2 separate regions of the Sus scrofa genome follow, and region 1 is linked to region 2. The links are chromatin contacts, called in public Hi-C maps. All regions are on one chromosome and are shown on one strand. The core of a region is the stretch at or near the end of the contact, and the rest is flanking DNA. Distances in the headings are between cores, read along the strand shown.

Evidence for each region. A called contact is a pair of places that touch in the nucleus more often than the background predicts.
Region 1: a contact with region 2 is called in a Hi-C map of embryonic fibroblasts, with 3 times the contacts expected there. The contact joins two enhancer-like sites. A contact is called at or near these places in 4 of 47 Hi-C or Micro-C datasets (embryonic fibroblasts, fibroblasts and omental adipose tissue) and 2 of 2 datasets of contacts at active chromatin or transcription factors (alveolar macrophages and skeletal muscle).

What each region holds. Positions count from the first base shown.
Region 1 is chr13:140,076,615-140,083,628 of Sscrofa11.1, reverse strand. No RefSeq gene overlaps it. Among named protein-coding and RNA genes, the nearest start is that of GSK3B, 57 kb to the left of the region's middle. Within about 2 kb of position 5,473, at least 9 of the 83 cell types and tissues checked have an H3K27ac peak or open chromatin away from gene starts, as enhancers often do. A contact at or near this core is called in alveolar macrophages, embryonic fibroblasts and omental adipose tissue, where this site is marked.
Region 2 is chr13:139,744,827-139,751,795 of Sscrofa11.1, reverse strand. LOC102162379 (a long non-coding RNA gene) reads right to left here. Exons shown (of 5, transcript XR_001303087.2): 4 at 2,216-2,424; 5 at 1-1,993. Among named protein-coding and RNA genes, the nearest start is that of NDUFB4, 18 kb to the right of the region's middle. Within about 2 kb of position 2,000, at least 35 of the 83 cell types and tissues checked have an H3K27ac peak or open chromatin away from gene starts, as enhancers often do. A contact at or near this core is called in alveolar macrophages, embryonic fibroblasts and omental adipose tissue, where this site is marked.

The DNA.
Region 1 (7,014 bases), core at 4,224-6,723, 330 kb before region 2:
TTATATCAAAACAACGTAGGAGGGTTTCCTTTTTTCCATACCCTCTCCAGTGTTTATTGTTTGTAAATTTTTTGATGATGGCCGTTCTGACTGGTGTGAGGTGTTACCTCACTGTAGTTTTGATTTGCATGTCTTTAATAATGATGAGCATCTTTTCATGTGTTTTTTTGGCCATTTGTATGGCTCCTTTGAAGGAATATCTATTTATGAACAGATTTTTTTTTTTTTTTTTTTTTTTTTTTTTTTTTTTTTTGCTTTTTAGGGCCTCCCCCTATGGCACATGGAGGTTTCCAGGCTATGGGTCAAATCAGAGATGTAGCCTCTGGCCTACAACACAGCCACAGCAATGTCAGATCCAAGCCACATCTTTGACCTACACCACAGCTCACGGCAACACCAGATCCTTAACCCTCTGAGTGAGACCAGGGATTGAACCTGCATCCTCATGGATGCTAGTCAGATTTGTTTCCACCAAGCCATGATGGGAACTCCTGAACAAATAGATCTTAAAATGACACCCACTCTGACAAAGATTTACTGAGATTCTCAACATTTTTGGTGGTGAAAGGAGATGTGGAAAGCATGTCTTCAGGTCTGGAGTACCTCCATTCAGAGAATCTGAGGAGGTTAGACAGAGGTGTGTATCTGAAGTCCATAGGAAACAATGTAAGCACACAGTAGACCTCAGTGAGCATCAAGCAGGATGGTGGTAACAGTTCACACCTCTCACACCATGTGTTTTCTTTCTGGGTTGTTGGATGGTGAATTTCCACAGCTGGTCTGGGGATTGAGGGGTTGGGGGAGCCCAGTTGGTATGGGACTTAGGAGGCCTTGGCTGAGCAGCTGGAAGGGAAGTAGCAGCATATCCTGAAGGTGGGGAGATACTTGCTTAAAGCTACGTTGCCATATCTGTTGCATTTGGTAACCGAGAAGCTGAGCTGTGGGCCCTCCTTTTCTCCCGAACATGGTGGTAAGGGCTCTTTATCTTAAGATGCTTTCCCTCTTTCCTGCTGTTCACACCCCTACCGAGAGCCAAACCTTCTCTCTATGACTCATGTAGGTGCTGCAGAGATAATTCTGATGGACAGTCAGACAATGTCAAACGGACATTGATTTGAGAGGAGGAAAGCAACGGCTATTCAGAAACAAGTCTCCCCGCATCATGCAAATACCCCTCACTAAGAAATCCAGACAGATTCTGTGTCATGGAAACATAATTTCCTTTGACTCAGAAGGTTCCTGGAATTGCTGCAGGCTATCAATCCTTCTTGATTTCCTGGGTGAAATGACTTCGTCTTGGCTCTGAGTTTTCTGGAACAAAAGTGAATTCAAACTGACAATTGTGAAATATCTTGCAGGGGCCAGGAGAGGTCCTAGTGACTTAAGAAATAGGTATGAACAACAGAGTCCTTGCCTTCAAGAAGCTTACAATTGAACAAAATAAGCTTTAAGTGGTAAACACTGAATGCTACATGGATCTTTTTTTTTTTTCCTGTCTTTTTGACTTTTCTAGGGCCGCTACCTCGGCATATGGAGGTTCCCAGGCTAGGGGTCTAATCGGAGCTGTAGCCACCAGCCTACACCAGAGCCACAGCGACTCGGGATCTGAGCTGTGTCTGTGACCTACACCACAGCTCACGGCAACGCTGGATCCTTAACCCACTGAGCAAGGCCAGGGATCGAACCTGCAACCTCATGGTTCCTAGTTGGATTCATTAACCACTGAGCCACGACCGGAACTCCACATGGATCTTGATAGGAAGGGGAAAACTTGGTTTGGACACTGTAATGGGTTGAATTGCATTCCTCTGAAACTTGTATACTGAAGTCCTAACCCCCAATACCTCAAATGTGACCTTATCTGGGGAGGGGCCTTTACAGAGGGAAGTCAATTACAGGGAGGTCATTAGGGTACATACTGGGAAGAGAGGCCTGGACTAGATCTGTCACAGCTCTCAGAAGGAATCAGTCTCGCTGATATCTTGATTTTGGACTTCTAGTGTCCAAACGGAGACAAGTTCTGTTGTTTAGGTCACCCCGTCTGTGGTACTTTGTTACGATAGCCCTAGAAAAATAATATCGAGACTCAGTGGCTCCCTTCTGCTTTTGTACAAGCTGGTGAGAAAAATCCTGGGTGGATGTAAATTAAATGTTTGTAGAGTTTAGATTTACTAGACAGTTGATAAGTTTATTCATCCATTCCCTGTTCCTTTACCCTGGTTTATTTATTTTTTTTATTACACTTACCACTATCTGGGAAATTTTATCTTTTATCTACTTGTTCACTGTTTCTCCACCTGCTTTGTAATAGATGTGCAATGAATATTTAAAAAAAAATTTTTTTTTTGGCCACATCCCCGTCATGCAGAAATTCCAGGGCCAGGGATTGAACTGCACCATAGCAGTGACCTGAGCCACAGCAGTGACAATGCCAGATCCTTAATTCGCTGAGCCACCAGAGAACTCCAATAAATATTTTTTGAATAAGAATTTATCCTGTCCTGGAGTCCCCTCATGGCTTAGTGGGTTAAGGATCTGGTGTTGTCACTGCTGTGGCTCTGGTAACATCTGCGGCCTGGGCTCAATCCTTGGCCTGAGAACTTCCGCATGCCACGGGTGAGGCCCCCCCCCCAAATAAAATAAAAACAAAACCAAAAAGAACTGATCCTCTCTTGTTCCATTGCCCCCTCCCTCCATTAATATTTAAGCACCTCTTACGTCTATTGTGTGCACAGCATCTCATGCTCATCTCTATCGTAAACACAAAGAGGTTCAAAGAATGGCTCCTGTCTCTGAGGAGTCTGTGATTTCAGGAGAGCATGCCCATGTGAGGACCACATTCCACTGGCAGGCAGCGGGTGAGTGTGTGCTGGGCAGCGGTTGGATCAATGCTGTCATGGAAAAGGGGCACATCAGGCTGAGGTGTGTGGAAAGGCTCACGGAGGAGGAGGAGGAAGAGGAGCTGCATTTGAGATGATGGGAGGGAAATGAGAGGATACAGGGGAGGAGAATGTTTAGAGTCCACCTACCTTCCCTAACACCCGAAGGCTACATTTAGGAAGAAGTAAGATTGTTCCAGTTCAGGAGGTGGGCTAAGCATAGGGATGGAGATGCCGGCAGGACCCAGAAGCTTCATTCTGATATCCTTGGAGATCAGAAGCAAAGCCCAGGGTCTTTCAACTTTGGCTGCACATGAAATCACTTTGAGAACTTAAAATACCAGTGTCAAGACCCTACCATGATCTGGGACATCGTGAAAACTGTAGGCAAGGCTTCAGAGAGGAGACCTTTCTAGGATATGGACTGACAGCAGTGGATTCTGGATGTAGGACCCAGATCACTCTGGCCCAACCAGGAGACTCCTGAAGTTCCAGAGTGTCAGGGATAACTGCTGGAAATAAGACATCTGGCTGCATTCCATTGGCAGGGGCCCCTTTTCCTGAGAGAAAAAGTGTCTGCTTGTGACATTAGAAGAATGTGTTGACAGGCCTGTATCCTGTTTCTGATTCTTTCCTGTATTTTATGCTGGGAGCAGTAGCAACAACAGCAGAAGCAACCTGGTCTCCCTTTTTTTTAGGACCCTTCAGCTTCCTGTAGGTTTCATAGATGGGAACCATCCAGAGGAGTGGTTTTCATCACTGCTGATTTTTATTTGTTTGTTTTGAGGATGTTGGGGAAATTGGATCCAGGCTTTTAGGGGGTCTTACTACTTGGGTCCTGTTAGCTTAATTTCTTCCAGCATTTAATCTCTACAGCCCTATCATAATGCCTTGCATAGAGTGGACTCTCAACCCATGAGACAGCAGAAATCCTCTGAAATGCTCAACTTAAATTACAGCCTGAAAGAAAAATGCTGCCAAATTCCTTTTTGTTTGCTCAAGAGCCACTTGGTACAACAGAAAGGTGGGAACAAACAGAGAGTTGGTCAGTCTTCAAAATAAACCTAGAAATGTTGAGATCTCCGAGGCAGCAGGCACTACGCAAGATACTGTGGACATGCAATGATGAATTAGACATGGCTTTTGACCTCCAGTTCCTGATCCTCTAGTTGGAGAGGCAAGAAATGAGCATGTGGGAAGTTAACAATAAAGAACTTATATAACAGCCCAAGATAATAAATTCTGAGACCTGGGAGTTTCTGTTGTGGTGCAACAGAAACAAATCCGACTAGTATCCATGAAGATGTGGGTTTGATCCCTGGCCTTGCTCAGTGGGTTAAGGATCTAGCGTTGCCTGAGCTGTGGTGTAGGTTGCAGATATGGCCTGGATCTTCGTTGCTGTGGCTGTGGCTGTGGCTGTGGCTGTGGCTGTGGCTGGCAGCTGTAGCTCCAATTCGCCCCCTAGCCTGGGAACTTCCACATGCTGTGGGTGTGGCCCTAAAAAAAAAATTTTTTTTTCTCAAACTATTTGGAACTAGTCAGAAGAAAGCAAGGTCACTTCAAGCTGGTATAGTTAGAAGGAAGAAGAGAAGAGCTGCTGCTGCAAACAAAAGTGAGAGCCTGAAGTGTGCACTGGCACGCCCTGCTTAAGCTATAGTAAGCCTATTCAGTAGGAGCCAGGTGGGGAGTTTTAGGCAAGTTGAGAATGAGGGACGGTAGAGCTTCATGAGGGAGGGCCTCCAGCCCGAAACCAAGGTGAGAGTGCATCCTGTGGGAAGTGGGAGCAATGAAAGTTTTTCAGCAAAGTGGAAACTTGGGTTGAAGCGATTCCATGGCCCTCCCCCCAGTCTCGGCAGGAGCCCCAAGGTCTGCACTGCTTCTAGTCATCATAGTGTCTTCTGGGACCCTTGTGCAACATCATCTTTTTGTGCCACTTCAAGGGCGTGCCACTTGAGAAGAAATTTCAGATCAGAGGACTGGGCTTGGTCCTTTTTTTGCGGGGAAGGGAGGGGGGCCATGCCTTCGGCATCCATAAGTTCTGAGACCAGGGATCAAATCAAAGCTGTACCGGTGACCCAAGCCACAGCAGTGACAATGCCTTAGCCACACAGCACCACCAGGGAGCTCTAGTTTGGGTCTTTCTAAACAAGGGACTTGATTTGGAGTTCCTGTTGTGGCTCAATGTAACGAATCTGATGAGTATCCATGAGTATGTGGGTTTGATCCCTGGTCTCACTCAGTGGGTTAAGGATCCAGTGTTGCTATGAGCTATGGAGCAGGTCGCAGACATGGCCCAGATCTGGTGTTGCTGTGGCTGTGGTGTAGGGTGGTAGCTGCAGCTCCCATTCCACCCCTAGCCTGGGAACTTCCATATGGCGCAGGAGTGGCCCTAAAAAGCGAAAAAACAAAAAAACAACAAAAAAATCAACCCCCCCCAAAACAAGGGACTTGCTTGTTTTCAATATCATGTATGTTTGGCACTGAACTTCCTGAAGAGGGCAGGAGTGACCAGGTAGCTTTAGAAAGCTCCTTTTCATCCTTCAAGACACTGTTCAATGACTCAGCAATAGAGGGTTTTGCAATAGGCTTACAGAACCAGACCAGCTTGCTTTTCCTCAGGAAACCTTGGTGTCCTAAGAAAACCTCAGCCTGCCCTGTCAGGCTGAAATGCCTCTGTCTTCTGGTAGCATGCCTGTAGCACATGCTCTAGAACCAGCATTGAGGTGTCCAAAAAGGGCTTTGGAATCAAATTCAAACTCTGGCTCTGCCGCTAACCAGTTGTATGACTTTGGGCAAGTTACCTATCCTCTGCGATGTACAGTTTCCTCATCTGTAAAACAGAAATATAACTACTTTGTGGGGGTAATTATGTCTTAAACGAGGTAAGTATCAAGTGGCAGATAATAGGCATCCTATATTTTGTCTTCTCTGTTATAAAGTTCATCATATTTCTGTAAAGGAAATTAGTTGTCTTTTGGCTCCACCCTAAAAAAAAAAAATCAGATTTCCTGACTTTTCAGTTGCACCTTTCCCTAGGCCTGCCCAGATATGAATCCTGCAAGGAGATGTGTCCTCCACAGGAAGTGAGTCTGACCTAGAAGGGGTTCAGGGAGAAAATTATGTTGTCCTAGAAGTGGGCCAAACCAAAGGGCCATCCTTACGTTATCAGATCTGTTTAGAAGACCCTTCCATCAAGAACAAGTTGGACACAGGAATGGGGATTTTGGTATAAGGCAAGAAAACATGAAGAGGATTTTTAAATCTAAAGCCAAACAATTTCATAAGATAAGTGCTAATATACTGTTTACCATGGGCCAGGCATAGTTCATACCAATAATTAATATTAATTCACTGAACCCTCCTAACTACATGAGGTAGGTGTTATTATCCCAATTTACAGTTGGGGAAACTGAGCCATAAAGAGGTTATGCAACTTGCTAAAAGTTACATAGTCACATGGGTGACTTTAAGCCCTGGAATTGCATGGGGAAAATTAGTAGGAGAATTAGTGGGGAAGGGAGCCCACCTAGAATGCCTTCTTTTGAGAAAGGGTCCAGGCACTATCACAGAGCATTTAAACTTCAGTGAATCCCATCAACATTATTGTCCATGGTCAGATAGGTAAGCTCTGCTTCCTAGGTGACCTCAGCTCTTTTGAGCAGCCCCTCTGGGGTCCCTCTTGAGACAGTTCTGGCCAGGCCACTCCTCTTTTTTCTTTTGACAAATGTCTGCTGAGCATCAACCCATGTACCAGGCAGAGTGCTGGGTGCTCAAGACACCAAGATAATGATAACAAGTTGTAGGCTCAAGAAGCTCAGTCTAGCGGGGAAAGGAGAGAAATGAACCAATAGTTGTGTACACAATGAAGAAAGGGCTCTGCAAGGGTATCCTTGCCCTTCTTCCCTTGGCTCAGACTGGAGAGAGGCAATGTCCACAAAGCTAAGCAGGTGCTTTTTGTATTTGTCTCCCTCCCTCCTTCACCACACCACCCTCTCTGCCTCTGTTCTTTGGACTTGTCCTCCTTGCCTTCTTTTTTTTCTGCCCTCTTGCTTTTCTCTTAGTTACCTACAGACTTTTCCAGGGCTTTTCCCAAGCACTTATTCTTTAAGCCAATGTGGACTGCTAGTATATTAGG
Region 2 (6,969 bases), core at 751-3,250:
CACTGCCTGAGCTCCCCCTGCTGGCGGCTCTGCAGAATCTCACCGTCTGGTTCCAGAGTGGGATCAGATTACGTAAGTCTTCTTCGAGATTGGCCCACCGTTTTCCTTTTTTATTTTATTTTTTATTTTTTTTTATTTTCTCAAGTTCCTAGTTCTCCGAAGTCTGTCCTGGGAGACCCAGCCCAAATAAGAGTGCAAGCGGGAGACTGGCTGAGCAAACGCTAGCTGAACATGTGCGACATACAAAGTGCTGTGGAAAGGCCTTTAGGGAGTTTATTTGGCCTTTAGTCTTCTCACTTCAAGTGTCCGTTAGAATTAAACTGACCTTCTGGGGATGGAGTGAGGGCACTTTCCTGCCCAGTTCTGACCAACTAGACCAGCTTTCCAAAGTAAGTCCTGGGAAATGCCTACGAGGGCAACAGTGATGGCGCGCCCTTCTTTTTTCCCTTCTCTTTCTCCCTGTTCATCTTCTTCCCCGCACAAAGAAGAGGAATTGCATTGTGCAAAACTCCTGGGACGGGAAGGAGAGAAACACAAATCTCCCCAAATGCCAAGCCGATCTTACTGCTAAGAATAACCTTTATCTCGGGAAGAAAGACAGAAGACCTGCCTCTCTTTCTTCCTCCCCGCTTCCCCCCAACCCCCACACTCTGTCGATGGTGGATTTTAAAGGGGCAGCAGCACCCACGCCTAAGAATACACTGAGCGCTGTTTTTCCTAAAGTGCTTGAGTTTTTGAGTCACAAAGTCCAGAGAGGGGCAACGTGGGAGGAGAGAACTTGAGTCCAGAGGACCAGGGACAGAGGTGAGGGAGGAGGCAAGAGGGAAATGGAGGGGAAGAGCAAGATCAGGACACAGGGATCTCTGTTCCACCCTGATCCTAGGCTTCTGCAGCCCTGAGGAGCAGACTGACAGGGGTAGGCAGACCCTTTGGGGGAGGGTGACCCTGGGGTGGGCAGTGGGCCCCCCACTCTGGCTGTATTTGAGGATCACCTTGAGGGAGGGGGCAGATTTCCAGACCTCTGGCTAGGATGTATGCTCACAGAAAGGAGTCCTTGTTCCCCTAAAAACCCGAACCATCTCTTGTCAAGGACTCTGGAACATCAGAAAGGATTCCCTTCTTTTGTTAACTAAAAACTAAATAGATTCTTACAGTGACCTGCATTGCAGAAAGTAGCAATGGCCCTTGGAAAAATGGAGCCACTTCTTTAGTCCTCTGTTCTGCCCTTGTCCACTGTTTCTTTCTCTTACCCACCTTCCCTCCCCTAGCTTTTTCCTTTCATCATGGGTTCAGCCTTTTGCTCACACTATCTTGTGGTCTCCCCAGGCTCTGGCTTCCTTCTCACTCACCTTTCATGTTCTCCTGCATTTGCTTCCTGGGCCAGAGTGCCCTCCTTGTGGAAGCAAGAGAAAGAAAGGATTGTCATGTCTGCTTGGGATCCCCAGATGCCTGATGCCACATAGCCTTTGAACAGGGCAAATGGATACCCTACAGAGCTTGAGGAGAGTCTATCTCTGGGTCTTTCTTTACTCACACTCAGTCTACAAACTACCACTGGAAAACTACTGGACGGTTGACAGCCCATACATTGTAGTACCTTCTATCTTGAACAGCCCTTGTCCATTTCTACCATGCGAAAGCATTTTAGTGACTCATGAGTCAATAGGAGCAGAAGTGCCTGGGCAGTGTGATAATAATAATGGTTATTTATCACAAATGAAAGTTATATTTCTATATAACTGAAACTGATCCAGTTCTGCTATTGTCAAATAAAAGGAAAAAGCCTAAAAACATCAAAAAGTAAAAAATTAAAGAGGAACACTTTTCAGAAGATGTCATTTCTTTGTATTTCTCTAGCTAAATAAATTGTAGCAATTTCCAAAATGTTCCTGGAGAAGAAACGATTTTAGAAGCAAACTCTTCAGTGGCTTTGTGGTGTGGGTTTGGGCTGCTTGTGACCAGTAGAGGGCAGACTTCAGTTGTAAATGGGAGCCTGCAGAGTGGACAACAGGGGAGAAAGGGCAATTTAGGATTCCAAGGTTGTAAACTGTTTATTTCATGCTACGCATAGCCCAGAGATCATAATCTAAGATTCTTGACATGACACGAGAGACTAGATTCCAGGAAATCAGTTCTAAGCAGGGAATGACATAACTGTCGATGTTGCTTTGCTTCTAAGATTAAAGCCTAGGCAGAAAAGGCTAGTTTTGCATACCTCCTCTGGGCGCTGCAAGCTGCTGTTTGTGAGTCACCCCAGTGACTAATCCCCAGCCTGGGTCTGCCACAGTCCTTCAAAGATGTAGACTGTTTAGAATGGAGATGGTTGTATCTGACTTGGAAAAGCAGGTGTGGTATCCAGTACTTGGTGAAGTTCCTGCGGCTGGTCATTCCCTTTTGTTTAATGACCATAGAGAAACCTGTTCCCTGGGAAACAGAGATAAGAATGAAGACCATTAAAATGTTTCTTTAAGATCTGAGCCAGCCTAGCAACGCCACTTCTAGATACATATCCCAGAGAATTGAAAACATATGTCCACACAAAAACTTGTGTAGGAATGTTCATTATTCATCAGAGCCCAAAATTAGAGGCAACCCAAGTGTCCACTGACTGGTGAATGAATAAGCAAAATGTGGTTTATCCCTACAATCAATTAGCCAGTCAAAAAGGAGTGAGGTACTGATACCTGTTACAACGTGGATAAACCTGGAATCTAATTGAGAGAAGCCAGTCACAAAGGACCACATATTGTGTGGCTCCATTCGTATGAAATGTCCAAAATAGGCAAATTCATGGAACAGAAAATGGATTAGTGGTTGCCAGGGTCTGGGGAAAAGGAGGACTCGAGAATGACTATTAACGAGTATGTATTTCTTTTGGGGGTGATAAAAATATAAGGAAAATAGAGAGTAGTGATGTATGACTCTGCAAATAAACTAAAAAAACAATGAACTTTACACTTTCAAAGGTGAATTATATCTCAATAAAACTGCTATTTTAAAAAAAATGTTTTGGAGTTCCTGCTGTGGTACAGTGGGATTGGTGGCATCTCTGGAGTGCTGGGCCCCAAGCTCGGCCCAGTGGGTTAAGGATCTGGTGTTGCTACAGCTGTGGCATAGCTTGCAACTGTGGCTCAGATATGATCCCTGGCCCAGGAGCTCCATATGCTGTGGGGCAGACAAAAAAGAAAAAAAAAAAAGATTTTGACCAGAGCAGATGTAATAGAGGGAAACTCAAAGCAGGAAATAAGGAGAATATAAAGAAAATATTTGACTCTGGGAGAGCCAGTCCTACCCCGAAGCTAAAAAATATTTTGAATGATATCAGTAGATTTAGTGCACAATGGAAACAGAGGTAGCCAAACTCACTAAAGGAAGCAAGAAGAATCATCCACATAGCTGAACAGCTCCTGCACCTTCTTCAACTAAGTAATGTGTAAAGGGTTGACACCTCTCTAATCATGCAGTCATGGTAACATGGGTGCAATTTCAGTCAAGGCAAGAGAGCCACCTTTGTGTTGATGTCACAGTGACCCCCGCGCAGAGGGACATAAGGGAGAATCACACTCCTCAGGTCACAGTAACAAGAAAGACTTTTAGGGATCTCAGGAGCTGGTGAGGAAGGAAGGTGATAATAGTTAAGTCGTCAGCTCAGCTGCCAGGGGCCTCACAGTCACACCTGAGTTCCAGGTGTATTGTCAATAACGCCCACAGAGCCTAGAAGCTTGTGCTGTGTTCCTCCCAAGCCCCCTAAGAGCTATGAGAGCTCTTAGTAAATACTTGGAAGAAGTGGAGGAATGACGACATAGATGAGCACACAACTGAAAAGGCCCTATGAAGTGCCCTGGGATGACTGGAGCCATGGCCAGTATAACTTTGGTCAACACATGAGTGAGTGAGAAAGGCAAGGAGAAATGACTTTATTCGCCCATTCTTTATCAGAAGATAAAGATGATTCACAGATCACTGGGCCTGCCTTGTTGAGCCTTAAAGCATTACTCAGGCCAAGTTCCCAGGCACACCTGCACGTGTCCTTCTAGAACAGCGTGCTTGATGTGTCTTTCACTTCTTGCCTTTATCCAATTCCTGGACAGAAACTGTAATATGTTAACATCATTGTGTGCTAACGAATCAAAAATTGTTTCATTCCTAAAATGCACTGTGAAGAAACTCTATGAGAATGTATGTCTGTTAAGATTTATGTTTAGATTAAAAAAAAAAAAAAAAGCACTTTCCGGTTCTGTAATTGCTTATGGTGACAAGGGAGAGCAATGATACTGGAGTATAGTAAATATTTTCCAGTCCTATGTTTTTCTCCAAGTCTGGTCCTCTGGGTGAATGTTAACGCATTTTAGGGAACCAGGGACTGTGTCTAACTATGTCTTGTGAAACTTGCTTAATTATAGATTTGGCCAAGAGACGGGAACTCGGTAACTAATTATGTACCTAGAACTTCAAACAGACATTGGAACAGAGCTCATAACGCTTCCAGTTATTCAGTAAATAAGGGATTAAAAACCATGGCCCAAATACCAATTGTTTTTAATAAATTATGAGTTCAGAAGTAGAAAGAATTAGATTTGGGAGTTGGGCAGATCAGGATTTAACATTTGGCCATTTCCTTTTTTTATTCCTCTAGGAAATGTGTATTCATCTCCTACTAGGTACTATACACTGTTAGGCACTGAAGATAGAAGCAGGAAGGTGAAAATTAGTCTCTATCCTCAGGGAGCTTACAGTCCAACAGCTACATGAAATACTTATCTTAAAAAAGTTGCTAAACATCTCTGCATCCAAATCTGTAAGATGGGGAAAAAAAAATGATACTAATTTGAAAGTTGTAGGAAGGATTAGGTTGAGTAACACAAACAAAATGCCTAGGATATTGCATTTTAAAAAATCATGACTTATTTTTCCCTTATGTACACCCACTGGTAAACATTTATTATTTGCTACCACATGCTACTACCACCTTTAATTGAACATTTCTAACTTAAAGTGAGACCAAACGGGTCAGTGCTTTGAATGAAAACCCCAAAGCAAGTCCATTAGGAAATGGTATGTGTTATAGTTGGGAATATGCGGGTTGGCATCAGAGAGATCTTTGTTAGGAACCAACTTGGCCACTTACTGATGTGGGAAAAGTCTTTAACCTCTTTAGGCTTGGTGGGTTAGCTCAGTTGGTTAGAGAGTGGTGCTAATAATAACCTCACTAAGCTTCACTTTCCTCCTCAGCAAAGCAGGGCTAAGAATGCTATCCTCATGGAGTTGTTGGGAGGTTAGATGAGAAACACCAGAGAGCATCACAAGTAATAATCATAAGGTATTATTTTGTGAAATATTTTTACATATCATATATGTGTGTTGATTTATGTATTTTGATGCACAATTTAAAACATTTTCTTTTAATGTGGGCCATGGTCCAAAAGAATTAAAAGCTACTGCTGTTGCTTTAAGACATGATATATATTGCCTACAATTTTTAAAAATGACATTTTTTTTCTTTTTTTAATTGAGGTAAAATTGGTACATAATATTAAATAAATTTTAGGTATACATCAAAATCACTATTTGTAAACACTACAAGGTGATCATTACTGTAAGTTTAGTTAGCATCCATCATCGTACAAATGATCCCCTCCAGCCATTTCACCTCCCCCCCCATGACCTTCTTCCCCTCTGGTAACCACCAGTCCGTTCTCTGTATCTATGAAGTTTTATTTTGTTTTGTTTGTTTGTATTGATTTTCAGATTCCACATGTAAGTCAAATCATATGGTATTTGTCTTTATCTGACTTATTTCACTTAGCATAATACCTTTATAAGTCCATCCATATTGCTGCAAATGGTAAAATGTCCTCCCTTTAATGGCTGCAGAGTATTCCACAGTGTACGTGTATGTTATATATATGACAGAGTTGGCTAAATTATTCTACTCAAAATTCTCAGATACAACGTCTTTCTGAAGAGCAGAAACAACTTAGGTTGTTCTCATATCTTGGCTACTGTAAATAATGCTGCGGTTAACATAGGGGTGCACACATCTTTCAAAATAGTGTTTTCATTGTCTTAAGATAAATTCCCAGAAGTAGAAAAATAGCCAGATCATATGGTAGTTCTATTCTGAATTTTTTGAGGACTTTCCATGCTGTTTTCTCAGAAAAAAATTTTTTTAAAAATTATAGTTGGAGTTCTCATCATGGCTCGGCAGAAACGAATCTGACTAGCATCCATGATGACGCAGGTTCTATCCCTGGCCTCACTCAGTAGGTTAAGGGTCCAGCACTGCCGTGAGATGTGGTGTAGGTTGCAGATGCGGCTTAGATCTGACATTGCTGTGGCTGTGGCATAGGCTGGCAGCTGCAGACAGCTCTGATTCGACCCCTAGTCTGGGAACTTCCGTATGCCATGGGTGCAGCCCTAAAAAGACAAAAAAAAAAAAAAAAAAAAAAAATGGAGTTCCTGTCATGGTGCAGTGGAAACGAATCTGACTAGGAACCCATGGGGTTGCAGTTTCGGTCCCTGGCCTTGATCAGTGGGTTGGGATCCGGTGTTGCCATGGGCTGTGGTGTGGCTCTCAGGCGCTGTTCGGATCTGGCATTGCTGCGGCTCTGGCGTAGGCCGGTGGCTGAAGCTTGATTGGACCCCTAGCCTGGGAACCTCCATGTGCCGTGGGTGTGGCCCTCAAAAAGACAAGAGACAGAAAAAAAATTATAGTTGATCTATACTATTTTCCATTGTGGCTGCACCAATTTATCATTCCATCAACAATGGGCAAGGGTTTCCTTTTCTCCACATCCTCTCCAACACTTAGCTTTTTTTTTTTTTTTTTTTTAATAACAGCCATTCCAACAGGTGTGAGGTGATATCTCTTTGTGGTTTTGATTTGCATTTACCTGGTGATTAGTGACATTGAGCATCTTTTCATGTGCCTATTGGCCATCTGTATGTCTTCTTTGGAAACATGTCTAT